2 separate regions of the Neogale vison genome follow, and region 2 is linked to region 1. The links are chromatin contacts, called in public Hi-C maps. All regions are on one chromosome and are shown on one strand. Each heading gives the region's core, a stretch centred on a gene start, on an enhancer-like site or on the middle of the called end of the contact. The rest is flanking DNA. Distances are from core to core; before and after follow the strand shown.

What was found. A called contact is a pair of places that touch in the nucleus more often than the background predicts.
Region 2: a Hi-C map of muscle shows a contact between it and region 1, with 5 times the contacts expected there. The contact joins the promoter of MEF2A here to the enhancer-like site in region 1. A contact is called at or near these places in 2 of 3 Hi-C or Micro-C datasets (fibroblasts and muscle).

What each region holds. Positions count from the first base shown.
Region 1 is chr13:134,970,859-134,975,761 of ASM_NN_V1, forward strand. MEF2A (myocyte-specific enhancer factor 2A) reads right to left here. Exons shown (of 11, transcript XM_044229776.1): 9 at 388-514. Among named protein-coding and RNA genes, the nearest start is that of LYSMD4, 50 kb to the left of the region's middle. Within about 2 kb of position 3,098, the one cell type or tissue checked has open chromatin away from gene starts, as enhancers often do. A contact at or near this core is called in fibroblasts, where this site is marked.
Region 2 is chr13:135,123,395-135,128,625 of ASM_NN_V1, forward strand. It overlaps MEF2A (myocyte-specific enhancer factor 2A), which reads right to left and starts at 2,304. Exons shown (of 11, transcript XM_044229776.1): 1 at 2,182-2,304.

The sequences.
Region 1 (4,903 bases), core at 1,848-4,347:
GTCCCCTTCCGGAGTCCCGAGTCCAGGCGGAGGCCGCTCCCCCCAGCAGGTCAACACCTGCCCGCCTGGAGGACTGGAGTGACGCGCGCCAGAGAAAATGCCAAGCGGCGCTCTCGTCCTCTCTGGTCACGGGCCGGGATTCTGGAACAGCTGTTTCTTTGCCAGGGTAAGTAAAAGCGGACACTGAGAAATCATTCCACAATGTATTTTTTTGTACGTTTTTCAAAGCTAACCTTTGTCTTTTAATACGCCCAAATGTGACTCGAAAGAACTGGAGATAATGGATTTCAATCAATATACTTGTAAAAAAAAAAAAAAATCACAAAAGCACATGGTGATCACCAAACAAAGAAGTACGAGCCACAGAAGGCAAGAGAGCAGGCTTACCAGTGTTGTAGGCGGTCGGCATGGCTGAGTACACGAGTCCCTGCGGAGGCAAGCTCGGGGTGGTCACAGACACGACTGGGGTAGCTAGAGGCTGAGTGGCTTGAGAACTGCTTATCCTTTGGGTATTCTGTGAGAGAGTAGAAAAAAAGGTCATTATTTGAGTATTTATATTCAGCCTTAGTATTTTAAAAATAACATTCAATTTAAAAGTGACATTTTTCACAGTTTTATGATGTGAACGTCATTATGTCTTAAAGCAGTGATGATGTGAAAAAAAACCTTAGAAATACTAATGGGAACTAAATATTTAATTTCAAGGGACATAGTTTTACATTAATTATTCATTTTCCCTTGTCTTTCATAGTGTTTATCGGTGGCAAGGATATATCCTTAAAACAGAAACCTGCACTCTGGGTGAGAATGCTTTGATGTGTTACCATAAATGAGGACTTGCTGGCACTAAAATACCGCCAGGCTGCCCCCAATCAAACATCTAGGGTTTCGAGCCCAGGAGAGCCAGAAGGCTTTTGTATCCCGAGAGTGTGAGCAAGTTTAGGGATGGAAACCACTTCACCGGCAGCATTCCCATGTCCGTGTGCTGTGAGGTCCTGGCTTCCCGAAGTACATTTGCTTCCGGTTTTCCTGCCCTGCGCTCCTACAGTTGCTGCCCCCCACCCCCCCGTGCCCCACCCCCATACCTGCTCAGCCTCCCCCACTGTCACCACCCCCCCCCCAGTGACCTATTTCTTGGCAGCAGGTTCCAATATACATCCCTGCACAGGCTCCCGACACGTCTGAAGGGAGCGGCTTTGCGTGGAGAGCCTGTGACTAGCGCGCTTCTCGCGAGACGGCGCACGGGGCAACACTAAATGCTCGCTGACCGACTCCACCTACCCCGTATCCCATCTGTACCGGGAGTGAACTGAAAAAACCCAGCTACTGAATAATCAAGTCAGCCTGACATGGCTACTCCTCTACGTTTCGGGGGTGACAGCACTTTCTCACGACAGGGGCTTCCGGGAATGCTCCAAAAGCAGGATCAGAGAAAGAGAACAGACTCCGTGATCCATGGGTTCAGCACCCAAGAAGGCCAAGGCACAGGGCTTTTAATATGGAGACATCACCTACGTTTTTCTCCCCAATTCCCGACTTCCTAAGCTTGGGGAGGGGGGAATCATTTCACTTTTCTGAACCTCTCTGTTTGCACAGTAGGGAAGACAGTGATCTTTGTGCTGCCGGCCTTGGGCACTACTGGGAAGCTCTAATGAGCCAAGAGGTGGGAAGTGCTCTGGTGACTGGAGTACCACCCAGATGTAAGACAGTATCCTTAAATGACTCTCCTGAGTAACCCTCTGGTCCACATTTCTACGTCACTTCAAATCCACAGGTAAGACCCCTGGAGCTACCACAAAGCGAGGTTGTTTAGAACAGCAAGGCTTCTCAAGGCATCTCAGCAGCCCGGCTCTCACCATGAGAGTCTTTCTTCACCTTGTGGTTTTCAAAGATTTAGAAATTTATCTTTGAGATTCTGTAACTGGGGAGTGAACTTTAAGTGGGTGGAAGTCAGTGTATGGTAAGTGGGAACACATGTTCATCTCAGCATCAAGTTACTAATTTTAATGAGTTTTCGAGGTAGAGATATACTTTGGACTTAATCTGGAAACTCAAAGAGTCAGACAAAAGAACACAGGCAAAAGAACACAGCAGGACCCAGTTTGGCCTAACTCTATCCACGCCAGGGCTTCAACTCCATGGCAATCTCCGGGCATGACCTCAAGAAGAGGTGGTGTGTATGTGTGTGTAACAGTGAATGCCAACATATCGGCCGGATGCATCAAAGCTCCGAATCTCCAAGGCATTGATTTTTCTGAGTAAGAGACTTGTGGGACCACTAGAGGGCAACATACTGCTACAGAATTGAAAGGAAACACTTGTGCCAACTAACTTCCTAAGGGTAAACAGTCGAAGACCAATCATTTTATCTTTAATTATAAACTTCCATTTTCTAATTATTACCATATCACTAAGTAAAGTATTTCCCCAGAAGAAAGTCTAAATCTGCACATGATATAATCCAACACCACAACTGATGGCACACTAGTATATTTTAGTTTACTGAATACAAAAACCACATCTAAAACTGTGAGTGATCACGAACAGAACACAGACAACCTTATCTAAAAAGACACAAACTGTGCAAAACACACCAGCATGCATATATATGTAATAATAAAATATAAATAAAACCAACAGATGCCTTCCCCCCATGCTCTCATGCAATCTGAACCCTTGTCCATGCTACAAACTAAACATTTTCAAGTTTTTCTCCCTTAAGGTCACTAATTAGCAACTGACTGAATTCATATGATTTCTGTGAATTTTGGGTTTTAGTTCCCAAAGAAGAGATAAAATAAAAGTTATTTTTAGTCAAATTTATTTTCTAGAAGAGTAGCCAATAGAAATCATTTATTTTAGAAAAAAGAAATCATTTATTTTAGAAAAACTTTTAACAACAGAGTATGTCCTGATAGAAAAAGGTAAATTTGTGTATATTAAATTACAGACATTCCTTTTAGCAAACAGGGAACCCCCCTTATGGTTCAGATCATCTCATGCAGTATGAAATAATTCCAACTCTGAAAAAAGTGACCTCACCAAAAATGATGTAATCTTTTTGAAAGAAAGAGAAATAACACAAGACCATGTGTTACAATCTGAGGAACTTTGAGGGTGAAGTCATTTTCTAAAAATATGTTAATAATTTGGGGAACTATATAAGGTATTTTATATCTTTCCTTAAAAAAAATCTTTAGCAAGTGTCTTGTGATCATTGACAGCTATTGTTTTTAAAGGCTCTGTTCCAATGTTCCCTCCAACAAACAAAATGGGTCAAGATATACAACTATAAGCAGAAAAATGGGATGGACTCAGTAGTACTAGATTGGTTCAGCTATTAAAAGTGCTTGGATAGTGTTTAATAACAGCAAGAAAACTGTGTAACAAAGGGAACACTGGTTAGATATAAACACTTCAGAGAATTAGTACTTTCCAGATCTTTTGCAACTCCCTTCAAGCAGAAACGCACACTCACCAACTCCAATTCCTCTTCCTCCGACTGCACTCGGCACATGAGAGGGATACGAGAGTTACTAAGACTGTTGATACTCAAAAATAAAATATTTCTTTAGAAAAACACGTTATTTGGACACTAGCAATTGCTTGGAACTCTAAAGAGATGATTACATATAAGCAGTGAATACAAATATAAATTATTTATCGTTATCTCCACTAGTAGCTGATTTCAGAAGAAAGATTCTTCAGATTCTTGCAGGCCAGGCTTTAAAGCTGCCCCCGCTCCCTGGCTCCGTCCACGCCTGCGTCGGCCTCACCCGCATACCGCCGGGCTACCGCCACTGTGTTTAAACAGAGTTCCTCATCATGACACCGGTTTATACTTGAAACCCTGGGAGTACTTGGTCCTCGCATCCCTAGCCCACCTGGTCACACACGTCCACTATTTATCTCCTAGATGTGTGCTTTTCGGCCGGCAGGAATTATTTTGTTTTCTAATTTCCCACCGCAGCTAGCATAGTGTTGCGAAACAAGAAGAACTCCGACAGTAGTTCATAACAGTCTTGGATAACACAGATTTAGATGCAAATACAGCTTTCGTGTGTATAATTTCGCTGCGGAAAAACAGTAACCTGTATGAAGCTAATGAGACCGGAAGAGAACTGAACTGATAAATCACGTCCAGAAAAGAGATGAAGGACACATATTTGCTCTTCTCCTAAGCATTTAGAAAATACTAACAGGCTAGAAATAATCTGCTAGCTAGTGCTTGCTTATTTTACTTGAAGGAGTCAAGTTTCTCTGTCAATCTACGGAAGCATCAGGGATGGAGGAGACCCGGATCCAAAAGCCAGCCAACCTGCAAACAAACGGTAACACACGCAGGCTGGTTGCCGACTCTGAAAAACAAGCGCCCAGCCTACAACTGCTGTCTCAAATGCGGGCGAGAGGCCCTTCAGCGGCGGAGTTACACAGATCTTCACAGGCCTCCAACTGCAGGACCCGCGTGCAAATCCCGCAGGTAAGTGCTGTGTGGTTTCCACTTGCACCTGCCAGGCCAAGGGTGTAAAATAGTTTATATGGCAAATTCTGAGTCTTCTAAGAGCTGCTTCATGATCTCTGAAAGAAAGACCAGACAGAGATAGTCCTGACCAGCTGCTGAAGGCCTCCATGCAGGTCTGCCCTTACCTTCTGCAGTTGACTGAGCCTTAACTGAAACTTTCTGCAGCCTCTCTGAAAGACAGGGGCGGGTGTTCGACATCCTGTTCCTAAAAGGTGAGCCAAATGACTACCCTGAATGCCCACATGTTTTTCTTTTCGGGGCTACCTGTTACACCGGTGTGCATCTTTAACTCGGTATCCTGCAGTAATTTTACCCGGAGAGAGCGGCCGTGAAGACAGCGCACGGTCACAGCACACACCCCGGCACCACCCACCCGGGTCT
Region 2 (5,231 bases), core at 1,054-3,553, 150 kb after region 1:
ACACCATGACGTTACAATTTCTGCGCCCCTATGAGCTACTTTCCTTTCACTGAACACCCCCTACCTCTCATACCCTCAGCATTTTAAACTTTTGCTGGTAAGTAAATTAAGGAGTTAAACATAATTTTATCACTTTTGTTCCAAGAAAAAACGTGGTTTTATATAATAATATGAATTAAATGAAATAGACATGCAAATAATTATGTTTAGAAAAGTCATTGTTACTTCACCATCCCTGACTGTTTTTTAACAAGTAAGTTTCTATTGGAAGCACTCTTCCAACAGAATTGTTAAAGACGGGGTCTGCAAAGTAAATCACTAGCTCTAGTTCTTCACAGAGTTTTATTATAACAGTATCACAACTTTATGTTCACTGAGAGTTAAAAGTGATTCCAGAATCAATTAGTGCATCATCATATAGAACTAATCTTAATATTTAGTAGGATACATGTGCTCCTTATATTTGTTATAAAGTCTAAAACTGGCATCCACTTTAATGAAAACACTTTTAACTTTTCTCCTAAAACAAAAGTTGCCGTTCACAGGAAAAACGGAACCCTCCAAAAATATACCAGAAAAAAAAAAGAACCCAAAACAAAAATGTACATACAAAACCCATTAATAGCACAACACAGTTATTTTATCCTCACTTTATAAATTCATATTAAAATAAGGGCCATTTTTGTGTTTTCATATAAAAAAAATTTTAAGCTATTTTGTTTACCTTTTCCACAGACTGTTCAAGTACTGCCAAGGTAACAGATTTTTTAAAAGTGACAACTGGAGTACTTGGCAGTTGCCAAAACAACACAGCTGGATTCTTAAAGAGAAAGTACTCTTGTGTAACGTACATCTCATTACAGTTTGAAGAACCTTCTCTTCACATAGTAATAGATGATACGAGACACAGGAAAAACGTGCTGTGCTTTAAAAAAAAAAAAAAAAAAAAAAAAAAAAAAAAAAAACCTTGAAAAAATTTAGACATTTGTTTAAAAATTCTTATACCTTTGTTAGCACATCACAGCAGGCCTTCCTAACCGCACACTAATTGTAGTACCAATCTTGTAAACTAAAATGCACGTCAACACTATACTGCACTTCTTTAACCTTCACAGGGCTTCCCTACCGGACCATAACAGTGGGCTCGCTTCGTATCCCCAGAAATCATACTTCAGGTCTGAATCACATTTTTATAGTTACACTTTCACGGGAGAGGGGGGGTGGTTTTTCTAATTCAGGGATGCTCACCTCTTCGCAACTTGTTTGCACTATCTCACCAACCAATTTAATCCTCGCTGTTCGAAGACAGAGGATTATCGAACTAAAAGGCAAAGTTTCTACCACATAAAACCTTCCCGAGAGCTGAGATCTAGCGGGACGTCAGGGCAGCCTGCTGCTCCCGCCGCAGTCCTCGCTTCCCCGCGACGTCTCCCGGCACCCGAGGGTCACCCGCAGGTGCCCCCAGCCCGGGCCGCCTCCCGGCCCGCCCCAAACACCGACCCGGCCACTGACATCTCCACACACGCGCCGAGAGTTCGGACCTAAATGTTCCGCCTGCTTCGACCAACCTTCTCCCAAAGCAGAAGTGGGGGGAACTTCTTCAAGTCCAACCACAGCGCAAAGCGGCCCCGGCACGAGGGGTCAATTCCTTTGGGGAGACCCGGGCGCGGAGAGCAGGAGGGAGGAAAGGGCCTTCGGGCGTTCCGCCCCGGAGAGGCTCCGGGCCCCCAGGGAACTCCCTCAACTTTCAAGGAGGCGTCGTCCACCACCGCCCCGCAGCCCCAAACGCGGTGCGCGCCCGGGGAGGCTCCTCACGCGGAGCCCGCGCGGCCGAGTCTCGCTCAGCCAGCCCGCGACACCGGTCAGACCCCGGGCCCGCCCTCGGGGCACCCCGCCCCCACCATCGCGGGCGCCTCGCCCCTCCGCGCCCACCCCGCGCGACCACCCCGAGCCGCCTCCCCGCACCCCACCCTCCCTGCCGCCGCGCGCCCGGGACCCCGGCCCCCTGCCAGCCGGACACCGCCCAGCCCTGCCGTCCCCGGAGCCCCGCGGGCGCCCCTCCTCGGCCGCGCCGCCCCCCGCCCCAGCGCCCCCCAGCCCCTACCCGGCCCCCTCGCCGAGACGCCGCCCCCTCTGGCACCGCCGGCCTCGCGGACCGCGCCCCGCCGACGCGGCCCTCACCGTGTCTCCGGCGCAGCTGGCGAGCGCACACACGCTGCAGCCCGGGCCAGCCACCAGCGCTCCGCGCCGCCCGGAGCCGCCTCCTTCAGCCCGGGACTCGCCGGGACATCCGCGCACGGATCCCCACACCGGGGCTATTTTTAGGAGACAGGCCCCGGCCAGACCGGAACTCGTTCCTGCCACCGCGCGTGCGCACTACGGCCGCGGTCCTCAGTGTCCCTCCGCCAGCCTCGCCTATCCCTCCCTTCCCCTCGGCTCCCTCTCTCTTTTCCCTTGAGGTTTCTGTTCACAGCTGACTTATCCTCTTGGTGGGTCCTAGAGTGCTTGGGATGGGAAAGACGAAGGTGCGGGCAAAGAGTGTCACAGTGGAAGCAAAGCGCTACTCCACAAGGACGCGAGGGGCGGACTATGTTTTTCCGGGTGGGTGAGGAGACGGATCACCCGGCACAGGAAGGAGATGACGGCGGTTTGGCGCCGGGGCTACAGGCTGGAGCTCGCTTCCCTCTGAAGGACCGTGTTCTCCTGGAAGGGATACTGGTCACTTGATGAGGGCCTAGGCGCCTCCCAGGGCGGGGCGGCCCGGCGGCGTCGCGCCGTGCAGCCCCAGCCTCCCCCGCCGCTACCTCCCGGACCAGCCCGCTGGGGCCGGGACCGGGAGCGGCTTTAGTGACGCGGCGCGCGGCAAATCGCCGCGCGTGGCCGCCGGCTCCAGCCAACCCGGGACACTGAGGGGCGGGGCTCCGGGGGCGGGGCCCGGGCTCCCGGGCGCGAGTTCGACAGACGCCCGGAGTCCGGTGCCAGGCGCAGTCCTTCGACCGGCCCAGACACCTCCTGCCGAGCTCGTGGGGCCGCGGCCAGCTTCCTTCTCCCCCAACCCCCGCCCTCCGGCCACGCCGGCCCCCCGCAGACCTCTGCTCGCCACGCGCGCGCCCACGCCCTCATTGTGGTCAGGGCCGCACCTGTGCTCGCGTCTGGGCCGCCGCCCGGTCACCCTCACTGAGCAAGCACAATGGGACTGCGGTCCCTGGCGTTCCGCGGCTGCTCGGACCCGGGCCCGGAGACAGTAGGACTTGCAGGGACCTGGAGTGGGCAGCCCCTTTCAGCCGGGCGAGCCGAGCGCCCCACGTCCGGGTGGAGAGACGACCTCCTACTCTCCAGTATTTATAATAGCGAATTACTAACGGGCATAGCTATAGTATGCCTCGAGCGCCGAGCTATGGGCCGAACACTTTGCACGTGAGAGCTCTTGCATGCCTTACAACACCCCCGTGAAGTAGATTCACTTTCTATTCCCATTTTATAGAAGAGGAAAGGGAAGCTGAGCGCTAAAGTGACCCTTTGAGGTCACAGTCTAAGAGGAGAGCATTGAGGATTTGAACTCCCAATCACTCTACATACGTACGGTGGTCTTTTCTGAGGTAGGAGACATGCACTTGGGACTGCCCTTCTGTTTTGTAGGGTTATTGCTTTTGTTGACGAAGGTCATCAGGAGGTTGAGCCATTGTTGTTCCTTGCATCCTGAAGCCTGCTAACCTCAAGAGCTTCTACAGCCACACTGCCTACATCTGCACCCAGAGGTGCCTGTGCAAGGAACACAAAGCCAAATGGTTATTTTCATCGGAGGATGAGAAATTCAGTACCGCAGCACTTTGAAACAAAATGATTGGGGTGGGTGAGCAGATGTGCAGAGGCTGGGCAGAGGAACTGGGAAGTTACAAAGGAAGCTGCAGGCTCGCAGGCTTCCTCTCTCAAGGACGGGGCAAGGTACTGGGGAGAACCCATTGCAAAAGCAGCACACAGACACCAGATACTGGAAAATAAACCTGGAGCTCTGCTCAGAGTCCCATAGTATCAGTTTTCAGGAGAACCAGCAGCAAGGGCTAACGGCAAGTTTTGAAAACACATTAAAATTTGGTGTAAATCAGCGAGTCATGTGAGAATGCATATTCTTTTAACCTGCCAGAAGCTGCATAAGGAGCTGCGTTTGACTGCTCCAGGAAAATAGAAGACTTTGATACTTTTCCTTCAAAGCCGAAGGTCTGAATTGGAAGGGACAGTAAGCAATAGCTCTCTCATTCCCCCTCCTTTCTACCCTGTAAGGAGAAGAGAGGCAATGAGAACAGACTGTTCCAAAAGAGATTTTCACCCTCTCATTGCTCCAACCCATCTCCCACCCCTCTAGAATCTGACCCTCCTGGGGCACAGAAGTCTAGCTGAGACTACCCACCCCCTATCCATTCAAACGCTATTGACCACTCCAGAAAAACAGACAGAAAAGCTGGTCATGACTTCAGCCAAAGTAGAAATGGAGGGGGGGGTGGAAAATGTTTGCATCACCTAAGAGAGCACCTCTCTCCCTGCCACCTCCTGTATGTCAAAGCCCTTGTCTAAGAATTTCAGGGAATGGTAAGAAGGAAGGAAAGGAGGGAAAGAAAATGGAAGGAAGGAAGAGAAAGTATAGAATTCCAGAGCACAGCTATTGTAAAATACATTAGCAAAACATAATCACTGTTTTTTGAGATTAAAATAACCAATTTTAGAAAATCATTGCAGCTCCTATTCAGGTCTCAAAAGCATGTACGTGAAGTTCAGTGTCTCTAGCAACTTCCAGCACTCACCTTGGCATAGATCATGTGCAGAACACTTGTGTATGTCACTGGCTTGGAGGGAACTTGTGAGAAGCAATGTCTTTCAGTCCCCCAACTCTTTCCAGCCTCCTTCATGTACTCAGGTATCCAGGTATGTCTGTACTGAAAGGACTCAGTATTGTAGTAGGCACTGTGAAATGGAAGTGAAAAAGAACAGCCCTTTCTTTGAAGGGGCTGAAAGACCACCGGAGGGATACACCTTAAAACAAAAGCCAGTCTGCTAATCACTAAGAGAGAGGTTTTCGAGGACACCAGAAAAGCACAGAAGATGAGTATCTAAGAAGGAAAAATAATCACTGAGGGCTCCTTAAAGGAAGCAGTCCCATAGTGAAACTACAAAGCCTTCTGAAGGATGAAAAAGGGGCCCTCTCATTGTCTTGATCTGAAGAATAAAACTCAAGA